Regions from separate parts of the Mus musculus genome. Here region 1 is linked to region 2. The links are chromatin contacts, called in public Hi-C maps. All regions are on one chromosome and are shown on one strand. Each heading gives the region's core, a stretch centred on a gene start, on an enhancer-like site or on the middle of the called end of the contact. The rest is flanking DNA. Distances are from core to core; before and after follow the strand shown.

What was found. A called contact is a pair of places that touch in the nucleus more often than the background predicts.
Region 1: a contact with region 2 is called in a Hi-C map of the C2C12 cell line, with 1.7 times the contacts expected there. The contact joins two enhancer-like sites. A contact is called at or near these places in 1 of 15 datasets of contacts at CTCF or cohesin (the NIH/3T3 cell line) and 1 of 484 Hi-C or Micro-C datasets (the C2C12 cell line).

What each region holds. Positions count from the first base shown.
Region 1 is chr5:13,380,818-13,388,216 of GRCm38.p6, forward strand. It overlaps a transcript of Sema3a not described here. Among named protein-coding and RNA genes, the nearest start is that of Sema3a, 15 kb to the right of the region's middle. Within about 2 kb of position 4,119, at least 11 of the 459 cell types and tissues checked have an H3K27ac peak or open chromatin away from gene starts, as enhancers often do. A contact at or near this core is called in the C2C12 cell line, where this site is marked.
Region 2 is chr5:13,225,730-13,232,605 of GRCm38.p6, forward strand. It overlaps a transcript of Sema3a not described here. Among named protein-coding and RNA genes, the nearest start is that of Gm52804, 85 kb to the left of the region's middle. Within about 2 kb of position 4,037, at least 8 of the 459 cell types and tissues checked have an H3K27ac peak or open chromatin away from gene starts, as enhancers often do. A contact at or near this core is called in the C2C12 cell line, where this site is marked.

The sequences.
Region 1 (7,399 bases), core at 2,869-5,368, 160 kb after region 2:
AATATAAGCTTTATTTTAGTATATGAAATTATTGTAATTTCCATGCCTCGATTTTACCACTTGCAAAAGTGGAGATGTAGAACTCTTGCACTCCACAACACTGTGGTTGAGAACCTCAAGTTTTGATAAACTTAAGTGAAATCCATCACCTTATATATCATGTTTACTTGGAAACTATAGAGTAAAATTCAAAATCACAGAACCTATGACATGTATGTCTTCATATTAATCATAGTCTCTCCTTATAAGCAGATGATTTGGAAATAAAACCAAACAAGTTGGTATCATACCCAACATGGGTAGGAAGTGCATCATGCTACCAGCCTAGGAAAATGTCCCTTTTCAGTGCTGTCAACTGAGAGATGAGTTGCAGCTGCACTCTAAGAATAACTGTTGGTTCTTCCTCTTGGTGTCCCTCTTCATGAACTACCTGTCTATGTATGTTTATTAGGCTAGATGTTTAGGAAGTCTCTTTCTTATAGAATATATTCAATTATTTGAAGGCAATTAAATTAAACTTCTTTGTCACTCCAAAGAAGTCTAATGATTTAACATCGAGTTGATAAGAGTCACTTTTATTTACCAAATTTTTACATTCTTGCTATTACTAATTTTCTTACCTCTTCATGCCAATGGTAAAATGTCATTACCAACTGCATAATTATATTAATAACAGAATGCAAAATATCTGACATTGATAGTGAAGCTCTATTGTCTTCAACTTTTATACAAGTAACCTCTTAACTCTTTTATCAAGCCATTGATAAAGTGCAGACTTCAAGAATGGACATTAATCGGGAGGCAAAGGCAGGCAGATTTCTGAGCTCAAGGCCAGGCTGGTCTACAAAGTGAGTTCCAGACAGCCAGGGCTATACAGAGAAACCCTGTCTCAAAAAAAAAAAAAAAAAAGAAAAAAGAAAAAAAGAAAAAATGGACATTAATGTATGCTCTTTATGTTAAATACAAAGAGAAATATTATACGTTCAGATTCATTATAGTGTTTAAGGACAAAGTACCAAGAGCCCAGATAATGACCTTGATTTGAAGGCAAGGATTTGAAAGGAGTTGATCTGAGATTAATCCTAAAAGATGAAAGGAGTTTATCCAAGAAGAATATCTTGGGATTTCCAACCCAGAAAAACAGGTTTTGTTAGTTTTTGTACTAACACTTTAAACTCTACATTATTTTGAATATAATGTGCCATCCCCTTTTCATGTATACCTCTCTTGGCACCTCCCTTCAAAATTTCTGTTTAAGGAATATGAGGCATTGGCAGTTTCACATACAAAAAAAAAATGTTATGAACAGTGAACATCAGAGGAGATACTTGAATTAGATTACAAAATTAAGTGGTTCTAAATGCAGTTAAATGTTCTGGAAAAAAATCACCAGTGGTACTTTTGTTAATTGCTACCAGGATTAGAATTATATAATTAAGAATTAAGGAAAACCTTTCATCTCAGCTCCAAACTTTGTCTCTGTAACTCCTTCCATGGGTGTTTTGTTCTCAAATCTAAGGAGGGGCATAGTGTCCACACTTCAGTCTTCATTCTTCTTGAGTTTCATGTGTTTAGCAAATTATATCTTATATCTTGGGTATCCTAGGTTTGGGGCTAATATCCACTTATCAGTGAATACATATTGTGTGAGTTTCTTTGTGAATGTGTTACCTCACTCAGGATGATGCCCTCCAGGTCCATCCATTTGGCTAGGAATTTCATAAATTCATTCTTTTTAATAGCTGAGTAGTACTCCATTGTGTAGATGTACCACATTTTCTGTATCCATTCCTCTGTTGAGGGGCATCTAGGTTCTTTCCAGCTTCTGGCTATTATAAATAAGGCTGCTATGAACATAGTGGAGCATGTGTCCTTCTTACCTGTTGGGGCATCTTCTGGATATATGCCCAGGAGAGGTGGCCTAGTCGGCCATCACTGGAAAGAGAGGCCCATTGGACTTGCAAACTTTATATGCCCCAGTACAGGGGAATACCAGGGCCAAAAAGGGGGAGTGGGTGGGCAGGGGAGTGGGGGTGGGTAGATATGGGGGACTTTTGGTATAGCATTGGAAATGTAAATGAGTTAAATACCTAATAAAAAATGGAAAAAAAAAAGAATTAAGGAAAACATAGTAAGTAAATAGTCAGTATTTCAAGGTGAGGGGTTTTGGCATCCTTTTTCTTAAATTAAGTGTAGAGCTAAAGAAAAATAAAACTGATAAGAAAATCCAAATACAGAAGAGTTTATATTTAATATAATTCCATAGAGATAAACACTTCTTTGTGAACAGCACATTCTGAAACACATAGGAGGGAAGAGATAACATCAAAAATAGTAAGGAAAAAGAAACCAGACTCCAAGAAAATGTTTCATTGTTCACATGTTTTGTTGCTGTTAATTTCACCTTATGTTGTAACAGGATTAATGACTGCTCGGATATACACTATATACATGCACTTGGATACACATAACAAAGTGTAATATTACAGAATGAGAAAAATAATAAAAGAAAAGAAAATAGGGAGTACAGTTCCCAGCTAGAAAAGAGACAGTAGTTTCTACACACAAGGATTAGATTTCATTTTAAATTTCCCCACTGCCAAGGTTAAAAAGGAAATACATTTCCATTAACTGATAAAGTGGAGTATATCAGCTCTTCATTAGGAAAAAATCTTTCCTGGCACTAAATTCTAGAAGAGGATTTATCATGTATACCATTATTTGAGATGTTGACTCCTATAATGAATAGTGGCTTTGCAGACATTGTGGGGCTATTCCTTACCAGGTCATTTGTTATATCAACCTACGTAAAAAGCTAAGGGCATAATATTACATTGTGATCAGAGAATCAATTTGTGTTTGGAGCCTTGGAGACACTTGGGAGGGTGGAATGGAGAAACAAATTCAATCATGTGGAAACAAAAAGAATTAATTGGTGTGATGCTGCCACAATGGATGTAAACCCTTGTGTGCTCTAGTATCACTAAGGGCACATCTTTCAAATTTCATCATGAAACTTAGAATAAAAAAAACAATTTTTAATTCCCACCTGCCTTTGAGACTTGAGAAGACAGAAGGCTGAATCGCCAAAATCAGCTGACAAGGTAATTGCTTATGGTGTACTGTGTATATCCAAACTGCTGCTCTGTGGACCCTATTGCCAACACCAGGATCACTCTTTATGCATGGATGGCTATCATCCTCCTGCTTCAAACCCTACAGGTACCAGCAGCATCAGAACCTCTTCCCACCTTTACTGACCTCCTATAATGGTTCTATAATGCCTGGATTGCCGTGGCATTTCCTCCTGCACTCCTTACCTGATAGGTCTCCTTTCCTTGTTTTTTACTTTTCTCCTCTGCCTGTATTTTATTGTATTCCAGAGTTCTGTTCTTAGCTTACTTTCCCTCTCTATCCTAGCCCTCACTCCCACATATACTCCTATTTTTGCCTCTGGCAATTTAGCTTTAAACTAATTTGTTCAACTGTCTGTGTGTACCTAAAATACTCGTTGATACTCTGTCCTAAACCAACAAGTTCAGGATTGCACTCCCTTTGCTATCCCAGGCATACCTGCTCGTGTTCTCCGGGTCTTAATGATTAGTGGCTCTACCCATCTTGCCAAAATCATGGGTAAAACTGTTAGAAACATCTCACTTTTCACATATCCATCCTTAGCCTTAACCTCACTTCCTCAAGACTAGCAAATTTTGGCTCCTATGTATCCTAGATTTGTCTTACCTCTTCTCTTAGTATGCCACTGCCATGATTGGTAGCCTAGTTTCCTCTTTGTATAGATAATTAAAATAAGCTTCCTTGACCGCCTAGCTTCCCAGTCGTATACCAATGAATGCATCTTCCTCTGAAATAGGACTCCTTTTCTACAAGGCAGATCTTTTATGATGGTCTCCTCCTTTCCAGCCTCTGCGGCACTTCATCACCCACATCAAGATTACAAGCGTGACTGTAGAGATGTCTTTTGATTTGGACCCTGCTGATTTCTCCTTTCTCTCTTTGCAATTTACATCCTTTTACTGACGAAATTGCTCCCATTTCCTGCACTCACACATGCTCTCTTATTTTGTGGCTTTGTGCATTGGCTGAAGTCCTGGTGTGACCGCCTCCTCTTTCTTCAGCTGCTCTTACTCATCATTTAAGAACAACTCAAGCAACAGCTTTGTCTCCCACAGAAAGCCCCTTGTAAAACCTCACTTGAGTTGAATGTCTATTGGCTGAGATACCTGAACAAGGAATGCATATTTTCTATCTGTATTTTTAGTATATTTTATTAATTTAGGCTCCCTGCAGAGCAGGAATACAAACTTGTTAAAATAATTTCCCCAGATTAACTAGTTAAGTGCATAAAAATGATCTCCATGTTTAAATGCATGTTTAAACATTTCCTAAAGTAAGTTACTTTTCCCAATAATATTATCTTTACCAATGTATATCTTAATAAAGTCAAATGAGAACACAAAAATGTGAATGGTAAATGTACAAACAGCTCTAAAACTTTTGCACCATAGTAGTTAAAGTTAACATCAAAAACATAGAATTTATGCTTATCCTGAACTATTACTATGTATTCTAGTTTAGAATGTATATTATAAATGTTTTTGTTTAATGAGTTAATACTTTGATATTAAAGATAACAAACACGCCAAGTGGTCATGTGCCAGTGGCACATGACTTTACTTCTTGCACAGGCAAGGGACTCTCTGAGCTCAAGGCCAGCCTGGTCTATAGAGTGGATTCCAGGACAGCCAGGGCTTCCCAGAGAAACTCTGTCTTGAAAGACAAACAAACAAACAAATATGATAACATATATTATAAAATATTTTGAATGAAAGAATCTTAAAAATAACGTGTATATCTATCTCCAAACTTAAATTATAACTTATATAGATGAGTTTGAGTCCATTATATTTTAGTCTTAAGCAAAATAATTAAATATTTCCAAAAGTGAGATAAAATTTTACACTATATCAAGTAAATGTGTTAGAACATAGTATTGTCAGAATTATAAGGAAATGGGGATTCAGTTTATTTGGTCCAATTAATTTATCTGTAGAGCATATTGAGGCCCTGAGAAATCTACTCTGCAGCACCATAACTGACTAATGCCAAGGCTGGGAGCAGTGTTCACATTGAACTCCCCTCAATATACTGCCCTGTATTCCATATATGTTCAATAATGTAGTCTCTCATTTACATTAAACAAAAGCCTGCAAACATACAAATGCATACCAACACATACATTTCACGATATGGAATAATTAAATAAATTCTTCTGCTGTTACTCGCACTTGACATCAGGGAGAGTAGATGGCTCATTTTCCAAACCAGTAAAATCACTAAGAAGTTGCCTTAGAATATTCTTTCCTATCTTTCTATTTTAAACCAAATTCCATCAATGAATTTTTAACAAAATAAAAAATAAGAAAAATAATTGTGTTGTTAGGAAATATGTAGTTAAATATGTGGAAGGAAAAGATAATATTAGAATGAAAATACTATTCATTATTTACATAAAACCAGTTCTCTTGGTAGTTAAATTGGAATCACTGTATAAATAGAATAATAACCCCTTACCTACAAAAGTCACATAGTTGTTAGATGTTTAATGTCATTTTCCTATGTATTATAAATATGTGGTACTCATTTTTGTAACAAAACTTAGTTGACTGTGTTTACCTTTAGCAGAATGTATAATGAAGTAATAAATGTAAAGAAATGGTCCACCTTCTTATTTGACAAATTACTCTAATTTCTGACTTCCGGAAAAAAAGTGATAAAGATCATTTTAAAAAATAAAATTATGAGAACAGAGAAACTTTAGGGAGATTTCTTATTATTTTATTGTAAATACGAGTAAATGTAAACACAGTTGACTAAGTTTTATTACCAAAAATGACCAAGGCCCAGCGTTCCACCAATGCTTCAGATGCCAAAATGCCCAGAAGAATTTGTATCATTTGAGACAGGAGAGAAATATTTTATGACACACTACTAGAAAATGTCTGAGTTTAACTAAACACTTATAATGCAGGAGAAAATATTTTTTAAAGTTTATACCTTGGCATTACAAGAAGGTTTCTGTGTGCTCCTAACAGGTAAGATTATGTTGTTTCTCCCTTGAAATGCAATCCCTGGGTGGTTGGTAGTGTGCTCGCTCATCTCAGAATTCTTACAACTTTAGCATGCCACCTGCTACAAAAGCTAAATAATTATTTTAAAATTACATTAAGTTTACACATGTATATACTCATATAATATTTGGATAACTGTAAGTATACACATGTACATGGAAATTATGCTGGTTTAAGTGACAAATGACCCGCAAAGTTTCAGATGTGAAGATTTGGTTCCTACTTGGTGTCTATTGGGGGAGGCTTAGGAGGAGCACCCTTGCTGGAAGGAGGAGCACCCTTGCTGGAAGGAGGAGCACCCTTGCTGGGGGAAGGAGGAGTATCCTTGTTGGAGGGAAGAGCACACTTGCTGGAGGAAATACATCACTAGGTCCTGCCTCTAATACTTTAAGGCCCTGTGTCACTTTTGGTTTGCTGTCTCTTTTTTCCATTTTAGTTTGAAGAAGCAATCTCTCTGCTTGCTCTAGCCACAGTATCTGTCTAGCGCCATACTTGCCTGGAATGATAGACTTCCATCTCTCTGGACCATAGCCCAAATGAACTCTCCTTTCTATCATCTGTCTTGGTCATTATTTCTAATGATAGCAACAGAGAAGCAAGCAGACTCAGACATACATTCTTATATAAATATGCATACATGTGTATACATGCTTGCTCATATACGCACATGTGACTCTCTCTGTGTATTGGTGTGTCTATTTATAAATATATAATACTGTGCGAAGGAAAACACATAACCTCCTTCTCCTCACCCATCATTGTTTTAAGGTCCTCTGTTTGTATACACTCTCAGTCTTTTCTAGTGACAGCTGCAACTGCACAGTAGTTGTCTGGAAACCTAGCTCTTGTACCAACACACCCACTGACCTCTTGGGAAAAGGGAGACACATTTTTCCCACACCTACTTAAACAAGAAGAGGCCTTACCTCTTAAATTGTGCAACACCTGACTTTCAGCTTGAGAGAACTGTGCAGATGAAACTCAGTTCTATCAGACCTATATGCAATGAAATTCTATTAAAGGGCATTTCATCACCCTATTGTATACTTTTCTGAACATCGCAAACTAAGGCTTCTTTAGTTTAACCACGTTAGCAAATAAATTTTTTAACCTTTCTATAAAACTAAATAATGATGACCCATTGTCGGAATGTTGTAAATTGAATTCCAGATCAATCTCAATGAGTTATGGAACTTATTGAATATTTTGAAGAAAGTTTTGATGGAACGATAGGACTCTGAAAACACTCA
Region 2 (6,876 bases), core at 2,787-5,286:
TCAGCCATCCGGAAAATAAGGGTCCTCCAGATGCAACACAACCATCTGGGGAGTCACGGGTGGGGTCTTGTTAGATCCTTAAAATTGAATTAATGGAGGAACCTCTCTTTTCTGTCCTCATATGACAGATAGTTCAGGTTTCAGAGAAAAATCAGAGGCCAGCATATGAAAGTGTAGATATACCACATATTAAGCTACAAAGTTCCTGCTCTATCAATGCCATGCTCAAATGAAGACAAGGACTGTTACTACTCAGAGGGTATTCCCTAGCCACAGAACAAGGGTGAGAATCCAAGAAGTCTGGTGGGTGAGTGTGAGGAGCCGCCCTCACATTTGCCATTATAAGATGGCGCTGACAGCTGTGTTCTAAGTGGTAAACATAATCTGCACACGTGCAGGGGCAGTTTTCCCGCCATGTGTTCTGCCTTTCTCATGATGACAACTGGGCCGATGGGCTGCAGCCAATCAGGGAGTAATACATCCTAGGCGGAGGATAATTCTCCTTAAAAGGGACGGGGTTTTGCCATGCTTTCTCTCTCTCCCCGCTTTACTTCTGATAGATTGTCTCGAATTTCGTCCAGAATCCGCCCTGCCTTAACCACTTGATAACATGTGAAAAGGAACAAAAGGGCTTCTAACACTAGAGAAAGTTCAAGGCCAAACATACCTTGTAAAGCTATTTCCCACTTTACTTCTGATAGACTGTCTTGAATTTCGTTAGAAAGTTCAAGGCCAGGCGTACCTTGTAAAGCTATTCCCCACTTTACTTCTGATAGACTGTCTTGAATTTCGTTAGAAAGTTCAAGACCAGACTTACCTTGTAAAGCTATACTTACGGGTACCCTGTTCCCCAGCTGAAGAGTTCTGAATTCACGCAGTTGAATCCTTCTCAACAGTCTGTTTTACGGGAACCTTTATGACCGTGACCCGCAGTTCTGGTTCCGGAATGAGGAATCTTCCTTGCGCCGGTGATGGTTAACTCCCGTCCCGAGTTTTTCTTCCCGGGTTTCGGCACCAACTCTTACACACGTTCACGCGACCGGCCAGGAAAGACGCAACAAACCGGAATCTTCTGCGGCAAAAGCTTTATTGCTTACATCTTCAGGAGCCAGAGAGCAAGAGAGCAAGAGCCAGAGCAAGAGAGAGAAAAAGAACAAGAACAAGAAAGCAAGAGAAAGAAAGCAAGAGAAGAGAGAGAAAAAGCAAGAACAAGAGAGAGAGAAAGCAAGAACAAGAGAGAGAAAAAGCAAGAACAAGAGAGAGAAAAAGCATGGCAAAACCCCGTCCCTTTTAAGGAGAATTATCCTCCGCCTAGGATGTATTACTCCCTGATTGGCTGCAGCCCATCGGCCCAGTTGTCATCATGAGAAAGGCAGAACACATGGCGGGAAAACTGCCCCTGCACGTGTGCAGATTATGTTTACCACTTAGAACACAGCTGTCAGTGCCATCTTATAATGGCAAATGTGAGGGTGGCTCCCAACAGGTGAGTAGTTTTGTGAATGATGTCCCAGAGCCCTTACACCATTGCTAAGCAAATCTGGAGTTGTAGGCAGGTGTTACTGCATAGGTATTTAGAAGAATAAGAGGAAATGGTATGTGTGAACAATGTTTCTGTGTAGTTTGCACACATGATATCCTCAATGATGAGGCTTTGTCCCCAGAAATTTCTGCTTGAAGGAGCCAAACTTATTTAATGCATCCATATACCTTCCTAGTGGTCTAACAAATGAGCCATGGTGTATAGTACTGTCATGCACAAGTATGAGCAAGTATATATTTCAGTTGTATATATCTAGTATATGCAATAATATTATGGTTCCCTATAAACTTGATAATCATCTATTTTAAAAACGATTAAATTCTTTACTGAAAATACCTAGCATCATCAATACAGAGTTATCAGTTCATTAGACTGTATTACTAGAAGCTCACTTGTCTAAATTTTGTACTTGTCTGTTCTAAATGCGTGTAGAGAAACATTAAATATATTATTTTGTTTTTTTATTTATTCAATTCTCAGAGATTATTTTATCATTATTAAAATAAATAGAAGAAAATATAAAAATTATAAAATTTATGAAACACTGATAAGTAATTCAAAAACAGATTTTAGTAACTGGACCACTGATTTTTTAAGCATCCATGCATACATTTATTTCTGTATACACACATACAGCTATTCTGTCCTATATTTAGGAAAAGTTCATAGTTTTTCTTTCATAAAATATCATTAGGATATGTTTATGAATTGTCACTGAATAAAGTCACAGTTATAAACAAACGTACACATGTGCATTGCTAAAAACATATGCATGAAATGTGTGTCTAATAAATAGGCATCTTATGTGTAGTGTCTATATTGTATAAAGTAAGTACATTTCATTTAAAGGGACATAGATGTTTTCTAATTCCACTTTTATGAAGTTTTGTGTAAGTATCATTCCCCCAAAATTTATTACTACTGTTTTAGTTCATTTTCCCAAACAGAATTGTTGGCTAACCATGCATGTATTAACTTACACTGTCTTTCGTGGATCTGTTTTTTTTCTTCTTTCTCTCTCCAGTAATGCAGCACTGCCTTGACATTGTACCCTTCAGTATCCATTTATCCTGATTTTCTTCCGAGCTGCTGCCCTAGGAAGGTTGCATGGGACACTTGTACTCTCCTGATCTCATACTCAGGCCTTATTAATCATGTTTCTATAATAGTGCTTTGTTTGGCTCAGACTGTTCTACTGGACCCCTTGTCTCCTTAAATAATATCATGTTAAACTTTAATAACTACCTTTTAAAAATGTTGTGGATCATAAGAATACACATTAAATGCTAACAAGTATAAGTTAAACTTTCAAATAGTACTACTCACTTCTATTTGCTGTATACTTGAGAAGTTAATACATATTACATAGTTGAATGCTATTCCTAATATCTTCTTTGTGATAAAGCCCGGAGGCTCAGAAGAAAATACAAAATCTTAATCATTTTTAGGGACAAATAGTTCTGCATAACACCTCTGCAATTTGTCTGTGATTATACTGTTTCTCTTCTCTTCCTAAGGACTGTAACGTAAGGCTAACATTGAGAGACACAGAAACAAATATCAGACTCTGCTAGAAAATCGAAGCATGATTCTGGCATCTGGTTCATTGCTGTGGGACAAGAAATAGAAATTTAGATCTAAGAAAGCACATGCTGATTTTTTAGGTGTATTATATTCCTGTTATTTTATTTTCTAACAAAAAGCTGCCATTTAGGATTAATCCTTTTCATTATGAAAAATTAGCTCTTTTCTAGTGAAAGAACATTGACAAGGGAATGTTGGAATTAAACATAAGTTGCAGATAATTTTGTCTTATCTGATACACTACTGTATTGAATGTACAGTATAGCACAAGAAAAAGGAACCATGGTTAATTCAGTGGCCTTCTAACAGAACAGAAAGCAGACACCTGGGCTCACCTAATGTCAGCTCTTGCAGCTTCTGAAGTTTGGCCATTGTCACTGACCTGATGGACTGGATGGATACCCCTTGGCCATGGCCTTCCTGTTGCATGGGTTTCTCATCATTTTTCTGTCAACAACATGCTAGCCAGAGGTATCTATCTTGGCAAATGTAAACCACAAGAAAACAAATAGCAGCGTATGTCTTTGGTTCTGTGCTTGGAGCTGACACACAGTTTTCATGACATTCTGTTTCTAAAACAGTCTTTTACCTAACGCATAGCCAAAGAGTGGCTAACGCTGCCCCTGCCTGTGACAATGAGAATACTATCATGTGGGATAAAACACCACCAAAGCAACTGACATTTGTCTGGAAATGTATTGTTCCCAACTAAGACACGACCCTGTAGTCCTGTGTGAATAAACTCCAAAGGGAGACTTTTTCATTTCCGGAGGGAAGGAGGGGTGCTGCTGAATTTCTGGTCAGGTCATTTCTTGCTGGAAATTTATTTTGCTCTTGTTTTCTAAGAGCCTCTTTCTCTCATGTGTCTTTGTGGATTCCGTTTCCAAGGCTAAAGCCTCTATGTGAGTGACTCATTAATCTAGTCACCACTCTATCTACCCCTCATACCACAGAGACCAGAGCTGTGGCTGCTGGGTCACACGAGCATGACAACCAGAATCCAGAATTCTTATTCAAGTTCTTCCAAAAAAGCTTGCCATAACGTTTTAAGAAGACCATTTGTAAATAATTGTGTTCAAGAAAAATAGCATGCTTTCTGGGGAATCAGATCCTGATGGGACTGCCCATAGTGAGTTCAGCAGAAACAGTGGAAAGATTGAGTCCCGCAGCACTGTGAAGATAGAAGGCCGGAAATGTCTCTAGTGGCTGAAGGGTGAACAGGTTTTGTCTGAAGAGATAAGTCAGCTAAATGGAGAGTGAGAGACATGAGCCAAATTTAACACAGAAATGATGGAAATGATCTCTGGGATCCAATTTGGGAAGAAGCAAGAGATAAGCATGCCCTGAGAGGCCAGTGATGAGAGAACACAGAGGTTAGCATTGCTGAACAGAAACAGTTTCAGGGTGTGGAGAGATGGGTTTCAATAATAATCTTAAAGGTTTAAAAGAAAGTTGGGGATTTCAGAAAGGTCAAAAAGTTAAAGCTTTGTTCATTTGCCTTGTTTTCCAGGTATTTTTAAAGCACAATCCATGGGACAGCCTGTAAGGTGACAAAGGAAACAACTCATCAAGGGGCACCTTCATTCCTGCAGGTAAGGGAGAGAAGTGCTCTACAGGGTCGGGACTCCCAGCTACTGTTTGACTTCAATGAAACCATCATCTCTTTGAAGAGATCAGTAGCTTCTTTGTGTCTTTAAAGCCAGAGTGCTTAGCATAGCAATGTGAGAAGAAAGTGAAGACATAATCAAGTATCACATTATTTTTCACAATCCTATTTATTATATAGAATATTGTTTATTCACTGTGAACACTTTGGACTAATGAATAAAATATCTGTTACAATTCTATGTTTTTAAATGTTCTTTTAAAATTTAACTTAGTTTTTATTTTTTGAGAAATTGATACTTTAATGTGCAATGAAATACAATCATATCTACCCCATATTTCTCCCCTTAACTTTCTTCATATTTACCCTGACATGTGCCTTCCAGTATCATATGTAAACCATGAAATCCAGTTAAAATGACACCCCTCTCAGCATAGGCACGGGGCCATCCACTGGAGCATGAGAAACCTACCAGTGGTCATATCTTGAAAAAAGAACACTTCTTCCTTCACCAGCAACTAACAGTTGCAATGGCTCCTCAATATGGAGCAAGGCTTGGAGAGCATCCCTCCCCATCCATTCTGGGTCAGTATTGCACAAGTCTTGCGCTAGTAACCATAGTTACAGTCAGCTCATTATCGTAAGAGCAGGGTTGTATCTAGAAGACAGCAGTCCACAGCATGCCTTTCCATCTTCTGGCTCTTACATTCTTTCCCTCCTTTTCCTCTGTGCTCATGACCCTTAATGGCAGTGGAGTTAACAGGGATGCCTGGATTAGGGCTAAGCACTAACTCTCCTGTTTGTAGCTCTCTAACTAGTTATGCTTCTTACCATTGACACCATACATTGCAAAAGGAAGCTTCTCTGATAAAGGATGCTCACAGCCTTGGTCTGTGATTATAAACATAAACATGTAGAAAGCATGATCTCTCAGTAAAATAGCAAAAACAGACTTCTACCCTGAGACCATAATCTACCCAGCCACAGGCTTTAGATAAAGATTACAATATAAGGCATAAAATGCTGGACCCTGTGGATCAAGCTCCTAGTCTAGTTGAGAAGTGGTTAGTTAGTTACCCATTACGTTAATGCTACAACTGTATTAGTAAGCACAACTTGCTGGCCAGGTTGGTATTGTGGCATTCATAGCACAGTGTGGATTAAAAACATTGATGTCTTTTCTCCCACTTCAAACTGCCTAGCACCTTCCAGCGCTATGTAATCCAGATATCATGGAGAAAGTTTCACGCACAGTTTGACACTGAGTTTTTCATGTCCTCCAGGTTATATGTATGGCATCTCGCCATGTAGTTACGGGCAACCAAGGACAATGCCAATAACCTGTGTTATTTTGGTTCCTTCTGGGGCTCCCTGAACAGGAACTCATAGTAAGATAGCACATGCTGTGTCCTGTGAATTTTAATTGATAAATCATGTCATGTGATAGGGAAATTATGTATGCTTACAGGGTACTTATTTTTTAATGTTGTATTTTGCAATTAACCTAAACACTATTGTAGTTCCATTAGGCTTTCTGTAGATTTATTATTATTATTATTATTATTATTATTATTATTATTATTATTAATTATTATTATTTAGTTTAAGTTAATTAAGATACTTATTATCCCAAATTCTAATCTGTCTATCATCCATCCTATTTCATCTACACTTAATCCCTTAATTCTCAGTATTCCCTCATTGTTTTCCCAGTTCACTTGTGCTCCACTGTCCCCTGTCCACCCACCATTTAATGAGCATAGACTGCCAAAGGAATTTTCATGTCCATTTGCTTCATGCTTTAATTTAAATTTCTCCGATAGCTGAGAATGTTTAGCACGCCTAAAGTATTTCTGATCCATCTGTAATTCTTCTTATGAGAATACTATGTTCAGATCTATAGTCCATTGTTAACTGAGTTGTTTGTTTTCTTAGCGTCTAACTTTAGGATTTTCTTCCGGGGCGGGGAGGTTCAATATTAATCCCGTATCAGTCAAATTTTTTCCCATTCTCCATCCTGTTGGCTTTCCATTAACTCACTTTGTAATTTAGAAATGTTTATAATGACATCCTATTTGTTGATTGTTGGTCTTGTTTCCTATGTATCTGATCTGGCATCTTACTCAGATAGTCAGCTGTTTAT